Linked DNA regions of Mus musculus: region 2 is linked to region 1. A link is a contact called in public ChIA-PET data. All regions are on one chromosome and are shown on one strand. The core of a region is the stretch at or near the end of the contact, and the rest is flanking DNA. Distances in the headings are between cores, read along the strand shown.

Evidence for each region. ChIA-PET counts read pairs in DNA pulled down with a chosen protein or histone mark.
Region 2: an RNA polymerase II ChIA-PET map of memory CD8 T cells shows a contact between it and region 1, with 12 read pairs. The contact joins two enhancer-like sites. A contact is called at or near these places in 1 of 39 promoter capture datasets (pre-B cells), 1 of 484 Hi-C or Micro-C datasets (pro-B cells) and 1 of 115 datasets of contacts at active chromatin or transcription factors (memory CD8 T cells).

The regions. Positions count from the first base shown.
Region 1 is chr7:16,679,090-16,683,230 of GRCm38.p6, forward strand. No RefSeq gene overlaps it. Among named protein-coding and RNA genes, the nearest start is that of Ceacam15, 5.5 kb to the left of the region's middle. Within about 2 kb of position 2,207, at least 21 of the 459 cell types and tissues checked have an H3K27ac peak or open chromatin away from gene starts, as enhancers often do. A contact at or near this core is called in memory CD8 T cells, where this site is marked.
Region 2 is chr7:17,007,760-17,011,549 of GRCm38.p6, forward strand. Ppp5c (protein phosphatase 5, catalytic subunit) reads right to left here. Exons shown (of 13, transcript NM_011155.2): 4 at 2,116-2,237; 5 at 1,234-1,299; 6 at 855-953; 7 at 1-72. Among named protein-coding and RNA genes, the nearest start is that of Ccdc8, 16 kb to the left of the region's middle. Within about 2 kb of position 2,087, at least 47 of the 459 cell types and tissues checked have an H3K27ac peak or open chromatin away from gene starts, as enhancers often do. A contact at or near this core is called in memory CD8 T cells, where this site is marked.

The sequences.
Region 1 (4,141 bases), core at 957-3,456:
TCTGCATGTGACTTCTACCTTCAGGACATCTGGATGATCAGCTGTGTTTCAGTGTCAGAAAATCACGTAGAGAGGCCAGGGGTCCCTCTGGTATTGACAGACCCAAGCTAGGACTCAACAGAGGCCATTGCTGGGGAGAGCTGCAGTTCTTTGAGGGCACAGTGCACCTCCCAGCCTTGCTGCTCACACTGTGGTGTGAAGGACTGAACCATAAGGAGAAGGGGACAGGGATGGGAGGTGGAATGGACACGGGAGGGACAGAGCAGTGTCTTAGACACAGATCATGTGATTCTGGAGGGAGCTGCTGCCTGGGAGGAGGCTGAGCTCAGAGGAAGACAGCAGAGCTGAGAGCACAGCATGGAGCAAGGGAGCAGGGCTGAACCTGAAGCTGCTCTCCACACAGGGAGGACTGAGGAGGCAGCAGAGGCCTGGAAATCCCCCTCCCTCCTTCCCCTTCTCCCTCCCTTCCTCTCTTCCAACAAATGTCACCCTGATAACAAGGGCTTCTCCTCTCAGTATCATAAATAAGAAAGCCATCAGTGTGGGTGTGGGACCGCTGAACCCATCAGTAGGCAGGGAGACAATCGGGTGAGGTCAGAATGAAGTTCAGTTCAGCCAGAATTAGACAGACGCTGCTGGGACAAACTTCTGGAGCCTGACACTAGGTGGTTTTAGCTATATTTAAGCAGCACATCATGATTTGGGGGGAAAGTTTCCTGATGATAACTAACTCAGTCCCAAGGGTACAGCAAAGCTCAAGGCATGGTGACATTGAGACTCTCTACAGAGTCCATACAGCTTCTTCCATGAACATGGGTTCTGGTGACTTACAGACAGTGCTCAAGATGAGGGTCTGTGGAGAATGGCTGAGGTAAACAAAACGTCTGACCCTGAGATAACATAGCATTCACTTAGGCTGATGTAGAGTATGAGTGACCACTGCCATGAGGATGCTCGCTCGTATAGACTAAGAAGCAAGGCTCAAGTTGCAGGGGGAAGTCAGGGACACACACACATAGTACTCTGAGAGACTCAATGCAGCTGGCCTTACAGAGAGCTAGAGACCAGCAGGTTGTAAACTACACCCTTTCCCTGCGTTCCTGGAGGAAGACAGGCAAACACCTCCTTCCATTGAAGAGACAAGCCTGGGTGTTTAACTTTCCTGGCTTCTCCAAGGCTTACCTGTGTGCACAGGGACCTCTTACCCTCTACAGGTGGGAGATCCACATGCACAGGAAGCGGAAATAATTCCCTCAGCAGGGTTTGTTCAGATAGAGGGTCTGAGGTCGAGGTGGGGCCTGGAGTGGAGGAAGAGGATTATTCAGAAACAACAGGAAGTGGCAGAGTCTAGACGTGCCAGGGGCTCAGGGGAAGGAGAGGAGAACCCTGGAGAAGAGCCTCACCATGATGAAAATGAAGGGGGTGGGGGAGTGAGGGAGGAGGGGAGGGGATGAAGGGATGGAGGAGAGGCCACAGAACCTCTTCAGACAGTAGCCTTCATCTTAGCTCCCCATAGTTTTGTGTCCATCAGTTACATAAGGGCAACACCCCAAGCCCTTCCACATGTAGCTCGAAAGACCAAGAAAATAGGAAAAGAGACGTGACCATAGCTCACCTAGACTCAAGATAGATCTCCATTCTAATGAGGTACCTAGAGGCCTGGAGTCTTAGCCAATAAGCTTTCCTTTACAGGCATTCCTCCCTGCAAAAGGTATTTAATCTCAGGCCCACCCTGAGAAGTGGGGTACAGTTTTACACATCTACTTTCCACCATGACAATAAATGAATTGGGACCACAGACCATCTCTTTTCATCTGGATCCGCAGTGGGGAGCCACGGAGAAGGCCTTTGACTACAGAGCCGCTGTCTAATCTCTCCTAGATGGCCTCTCTACACTCCCAGTCACAACCACCACCAAGCCCAAGCTGCCGCCCTGCCAGAGCTCCTCTCTTTTTTTCCCCAGCCTAGGGTTAGATCCAGCCTGAGGGCCCAGATTCTGTTCTCAGTTCTTCTGAGACTTCCAGTGGCGCCTGGGTGTCCAAGAGCTTGGGATTCCATGACCCCAGCCTCTTCGCAGGCCCAGGGACCCTGAGTCAGCTCCAGCTGTTCCTGTACCTCAGACTGCTCTTTCCCAACCCTGGAGCAGTGTTCTGGGGGCTTCTCTGTGACTCAACACCCACCTGGCAATGGGGTGCGATAACCACAGTCAAACTCCCAGCATCCTGCCTCACCCAGCAGCCATGCCCTGTGGACCCACAACCCTACACTGTACCACATATAGGATGCTATTCAAAACATATACTGCCTTCTGAAGGACTCTTCCCTAGCCCTCCATGCTGCTGCCACTGTAATATCCAAAATGAATTCAAGACCACCCAGTACCCTTTCCCCTTTGAAAAGGACTTTCCAAACTGTACTAGCAGGCCAAGTGCAGAGCCAGATAAGGAAGCTGGCTGACTAAATAAAGTAAAAACATAGTTTTAGCAGTCAAAATGATTAAGCTTACAGCTACCAAAATAATGTTAGCTGTTCTCAGAGAAATAACCATAACAAAAATAACAGTTCTCAGAAGAAAAATCCCCCTACCCCACCCCACACTGAATTCTGAGAAAGACCACAAACCACCCTGACCTTGTTGCTAGAATTCCCCTGATGTTGATAGCCATGACTTAATAGCTGTGACGTTAATAGCTGACCCATAAGTTCAAAATGTACTATTGCTTTGCTGACCAATGCATAGTAACCTACCATGGGGGCAAGCAAAGTGAGTCACTAGGCCAGAGGTAGTCACTGTGCAAACCAACCAATGCCTGAAAGGGCTACTTGCTACACCAATGAAAATAAGCCAGCTACCCTGTTGCTCAAATCTGTCCCTTACAAATGTATAAAAAGTGTGTTCTTTCTTTGTTCTAGGTCTCTCCTCTGGCCTGTGTGCTGAGAGGGGAGTCCCCAACATGTTGGCTCAATAATAAAAATCCTCATGCAGTTTGCAGTGATGGTGGTTTCTGTGGTCTCTGTGAGTGAGGGTCTTTTGACAAACTCCAACACCACCTAATTGGCACTGTAACTGCGTGCATCTTCAATAGGCCATTCCATCTTTCTATCAGACCATCTGCTTCAGGATGGTGAGGGACACGGTAAGACCACTGGATTCCATGATTGTGGGCCCACTGTCACACCTCTCTGTCTATGTAATGATTTCCTTGGCCAGAGGCAATACTGTGGAATACCATGACAATGGATAAGGCATTTTGTAAGTCCATAGATGGTGGTTTTGGTAGAAGGAAAGGCAAATCCATAACCAGAAGTATCTACTCCAGTAAGAAAAAAATGTTGTCCTTTCCACAGATGAAGTGGTCCAATGTAGTCAACCAGCCACCAAGTTGCTGGCTGGTCACCTTGAGAAATGGTGCCATATCTGAGGCTCAGTGTCATTCTCTGCTGTTGGCAGATCTGGCATTCAGCAGCAGCTGTAACCAGGTCAGCCTTGGTGAGTGGAAGTCTGTGTTGTTGATCCCAAACATAACCCCCATCTCGGCCACCATGGCCACTTTGTTCATGTACTCATTGCGCAATGACAGGGATGGCTGGGGAGAGAGGCTGACTGTGCACAGAATGGGTCATCTTATCCACTTGATTATTGAACTCCTCGGCTGAAGTCACCTTTGATGAGCATTTACATGGGACACAAATATTTTCACATCCTTTGCCCATTTGGAGAGATCTATCCACATACGTTTCCCCCAGATGTCTTTCTCACCAATTTTCCAATCATGATCTTTCCAAGTTCCTGACCATCCAGCCAATCCATTGGCTACAGCCCATGAGTCTGTGAACAATCAAACATCAGGCCATTTCTTCTTCCTGAAGTTCTGCCCACTGTGAAGATTTTCCTTCACCTGTATCTTTCAGGGCTGTCCTAGAAAGGGGTTGTAATGCTGTAGCTGTCCACTTCTGGGCAGTGCCTGCATAAAGTGCAGAGCCATCAGTAAACCAGGTCCTAGTCTTCTCTTCTTTAGTCAACTGATCATAGGGAACACCCCATGAGGCTATAGGCACATGCTTGGCAGCAGATGGCATTGTAACAGGAGTAAAAACAATAGGCATTTGAGCAACTTCTTCATGTAACTTGCTTGTGCCT
Region 2 (3,790 bases), core at 837-3,336, 330 kb after region 1:
CTTAAAGCCGAAGAGGGTGAGGATCACTTCAACGGAGAAGGAACCACGGTCCACAAAATCGCCATTAAATATCTTTCTTGTTAAGGAAGCTGTGGTTCAGATGGCAGATGGGCCAGGAGGGCGCAGTCCTGTTCCCTTGGCTCCAAGGCTTCCATCTCCAAAGGGGGTGTATCCCTGGTCTGCCTTTGAACTGAAGCCCCAAGGAAACAACCTCACCTGTCTTGAGGAAGGCAATGGCAGAGCCTAGGCAGCCAGCTGTTCCCTAAGAGCAGTCCTCAAATTACAGGGGACAGGTCCTACCTCCCAAAAGCACAGAGCCTAGGAACCCTACACAGAAACTATCCCATGTCAAACATGTGAGAAAAGTCTGGGGTGTGGCTCAGTGGGTGGAAAGGATGCCGAACACAACAAAGCCTTGGGTTTCATGTCCAGCACTTAATCAACTAGGTGTAGTGGCCCATGTCTACAATCCTAGCATGAAGGAGATGGGAGGTCAAAAGCTCAAGACCAGCAGGAGACTCAACCAAACCAAACCAAACCGAACCGAACCGAAACAAAACAAAACAAAACAGAAACCCAAGGCAAACCAGCATCCTGCTCAAACCCCCCCCCCCAACCCTGTGAAGAAAACCCTATCACCCCATGGTACAGACGAAGGACAGGAGAGATGGCCTGCTGGGTGGAAGGGCTGGGTGGACAGGTGTACAGGGTTTAGTGCTGCCTGTGTGGTACTTTGTAGCAGGCGAGAGAGAAGCGGGGTGAGGCCTACAGGTGACTCGGTATCAGTAAGATGAGGTCCCTATGTTCTTCTCTGGTGGGGTCCCCCTGTCAACATGGGATAGTGCTGAGGATACATAGGGGTTGGTCTCTGAGGGTAAACCGTTGAGCTCAAATATGTTGAGGAGGTCGTAGAACTGGCCATGGGTGTCCCCGCACACTGTAATCTTCTCTGTCTGAAAGAAAAGAGGCCACCGGAGAGGGAGGGGCCCAGAGAGAGATGTGGGGAGGGGGCAGAGGGGAATGAGGGGTGAGAGGTCACAACAGACCAAGAAAATTCATGCAAGACACAATGGGAGGGACACAGCAATGAGGAAGGCAGACAAGGGGGAGGGAGGGCTGTCAGGTACAGAGAGGAGGGAAGGACGCTCAGGTGGGTTAATGAGGTCCTGAGCTGGGGGACCTCCCGACTGCTGCCCCGCTGAGACCACATGCACCCTGCCATCCTGGGCGCACCTCTTTCAGCGTCGTCTCCACCAGCGTGCTCAGCTTGCAGAGGACTTCTTTCACCTGTACTAGGATCTGGAAGACAGGCCAGACTTTAAGTGTGGCTGGCTGGGGTGGGAGTAAAAGCTGCTACCCTTCAGAGGCCCACAGAAAGCCTCAGATGCCTGGACTACTGGGTGCTACCCAGGGACAAGAGAGGTGGCCCTCAAGTGGTGATCTGATCTGGCCTATGTGTCATTTAAACATCATCATCAGGGGCTTAAGACATGGCTCAGCAGTTAAGAGCACTGACTGCTCTTCCAGAGGTCCTGAGTTCAATTCCCATCAACCACATGGTGGCTCACAACCATCTGTAATGAGATCTGATAGCTTCTTCTGGTGTGTCTGAAGACAGCTACAGCGTACTCATATACATAAAATAAATAAATCTTAAAAAAAAAAATCCTGAAGGAATCACACTACAGAGTGACAAGCAGCCTCCGTCCCCCGCCCCCGAGCGGGGTTATGGTTGCTCAGGCTGGTAGCACAGGAAGTGGCTTCTGTTAGGGCTAAGCACCAGGGGAAGGCAGCGGCCTCATCACAGGCGAGGCAGCACGTGTGTCTAGTTCTGTTGTAGAAATGACTTCTATAATCTGAGACCTGTCCAGCCCATGCACGTCCTCTCTTACTCCTGTCCCCAACTTAAGCCAACCACACTCTTCAAGAATTCCTCTGTCTCTGCTTCCTGAAGCTCTGAGCTCTGCCCGACACTCTGCCCAAGTGCTGTGGTATCAGATGAGGTCAGTGTAGCTCTCAGCACAGTGCCCAGCACAGCGCCTTGGCCTAGGCGGGCTGGCAGTGGCAGGCCCATTCCCGGGTCCCAGGTGTGTGTGGCACAGGAGTGGGTGTTACCTGGTAGGCGCACTTCCGGTGCAGTTTCTTCTGATCCTTGTACCACTGCATGAGGTCTTTCATGAAGGTGATTGTCACTTTGCCATCCTCAAGCTTGGGCCCGCTGTACTCATCTTCAATGGCTGGTGTATGGACAAGGGGGTTAGTGAGGGGCTTCAGCCGAGGAGGGTCAGGAAGGAGACCTGGTCCCCAGGGATGGCGTAAGAGATTGGGCAATGAAGTTTCCCACGGTACTGTGGTGCTCCTGATCTTAGGATCAGCTCACAACTCCTGCAATCCTGGGCCTCTGGCCAGTTGTAAGCAGTGGCTTCCTGCTTTGGCAACTGTCCTTTGGGGAGCTGTTCCCCTCCCTCTGCTCCACATTCTAAACTCAATTAGCAGTGGCTAAGGGGTGACTACTAAGTAATCTCTTCAGATTCAGAGCCCAGAGCACCTGCTCACCTTCGGGTGACATCGGAGTATGAGCCACCCTCCTCCCTAGTCCAGTGCATCAGCAGCACACAGCGCAGGGAGGGTTAGGCTGCACTGCACTCATTTGCCCATCTCAAGAATGGTGGGCACCATGCTCCACAAAGTCAAGGTCCACTGTGGCCGGAAAAAAGATGACGGCACACACCCTGAAGGACGAAGACCCAATTCTACATGTGGTATCCTCTCCTAGATAAACCCCTTGTAAACCAAGTTCCCCGAGTGCGTGTGTCTGGGAGGGAGACAGACATGCTTGCTAGCTCCTGACACATTCTTAGGTGGCAGGTCTTCAAATACGGTTTCTCCATCAACTCCTGGCTTCCAGGTACTGGCTCCTCCGTGTTAAGCAATGGCCAGTGCTTTAACCCAGTGTCTATGCCTACATAATGAAATCTCTATAAAAACTCTGAGGCAAAGACAGGTCTCTGGGAGCTCCTAGAGTCTAGGACCTAGGCAGCAGAACCCATGGAGGTTGCTGGAGGGCAGTTCTCATGCCCATGTGCCTTCTCTCTGCAGCTTTTCATCTGTAGATTGTGCAACAGACTGGTAAGGACCCCTGTGAGTTCTGTAAGTCACTCAACAAACTAATGAAACCTTAAGAGCAGATTGTGGGAGCCCTGATTCACACCCATTGGGTCAGAGGATGGTCAAAACAAATTTGGAACTTTGAACAAGCGTCACTGTGGCGGTGGCAGGTTCTGCACAAGCACCACGGCACACATACATACACACATACATACATACATATTCACTCACATACATACATACATACACATACATACATACATACACACACTCACATACATACACACACACACACATACATACATACATACACACACACACATACATACATATTCACTCACACAACATGATAATCAATGAATGTTTTTCAAAAGTGGGGAGTGGTGGCTTGGGGCTGTGCCTCAGTTTGTCAGAACCGATTTGAATCTGAACAATGTGCAGATTGGGGGGTCTGGTTATTGGTGGGAGAAATCTGGATACAGCCTTGGTGACCAGGAGTCTGTGCTGAGTGCTAAGAGATGGGGAAAGCCCACGTGCTCTGCCGATACATCGTCAGCACTAGTGTTACAAGTGGGATCTGCTAGGACGGCTGTGGCTCACAGAAATGTGGTAGGGGAAGGAACAAGGTAAGAGGGGAAAGTAAGGGCTATGACTTCTGGGTGGCCATGTGGTCACCCACTGT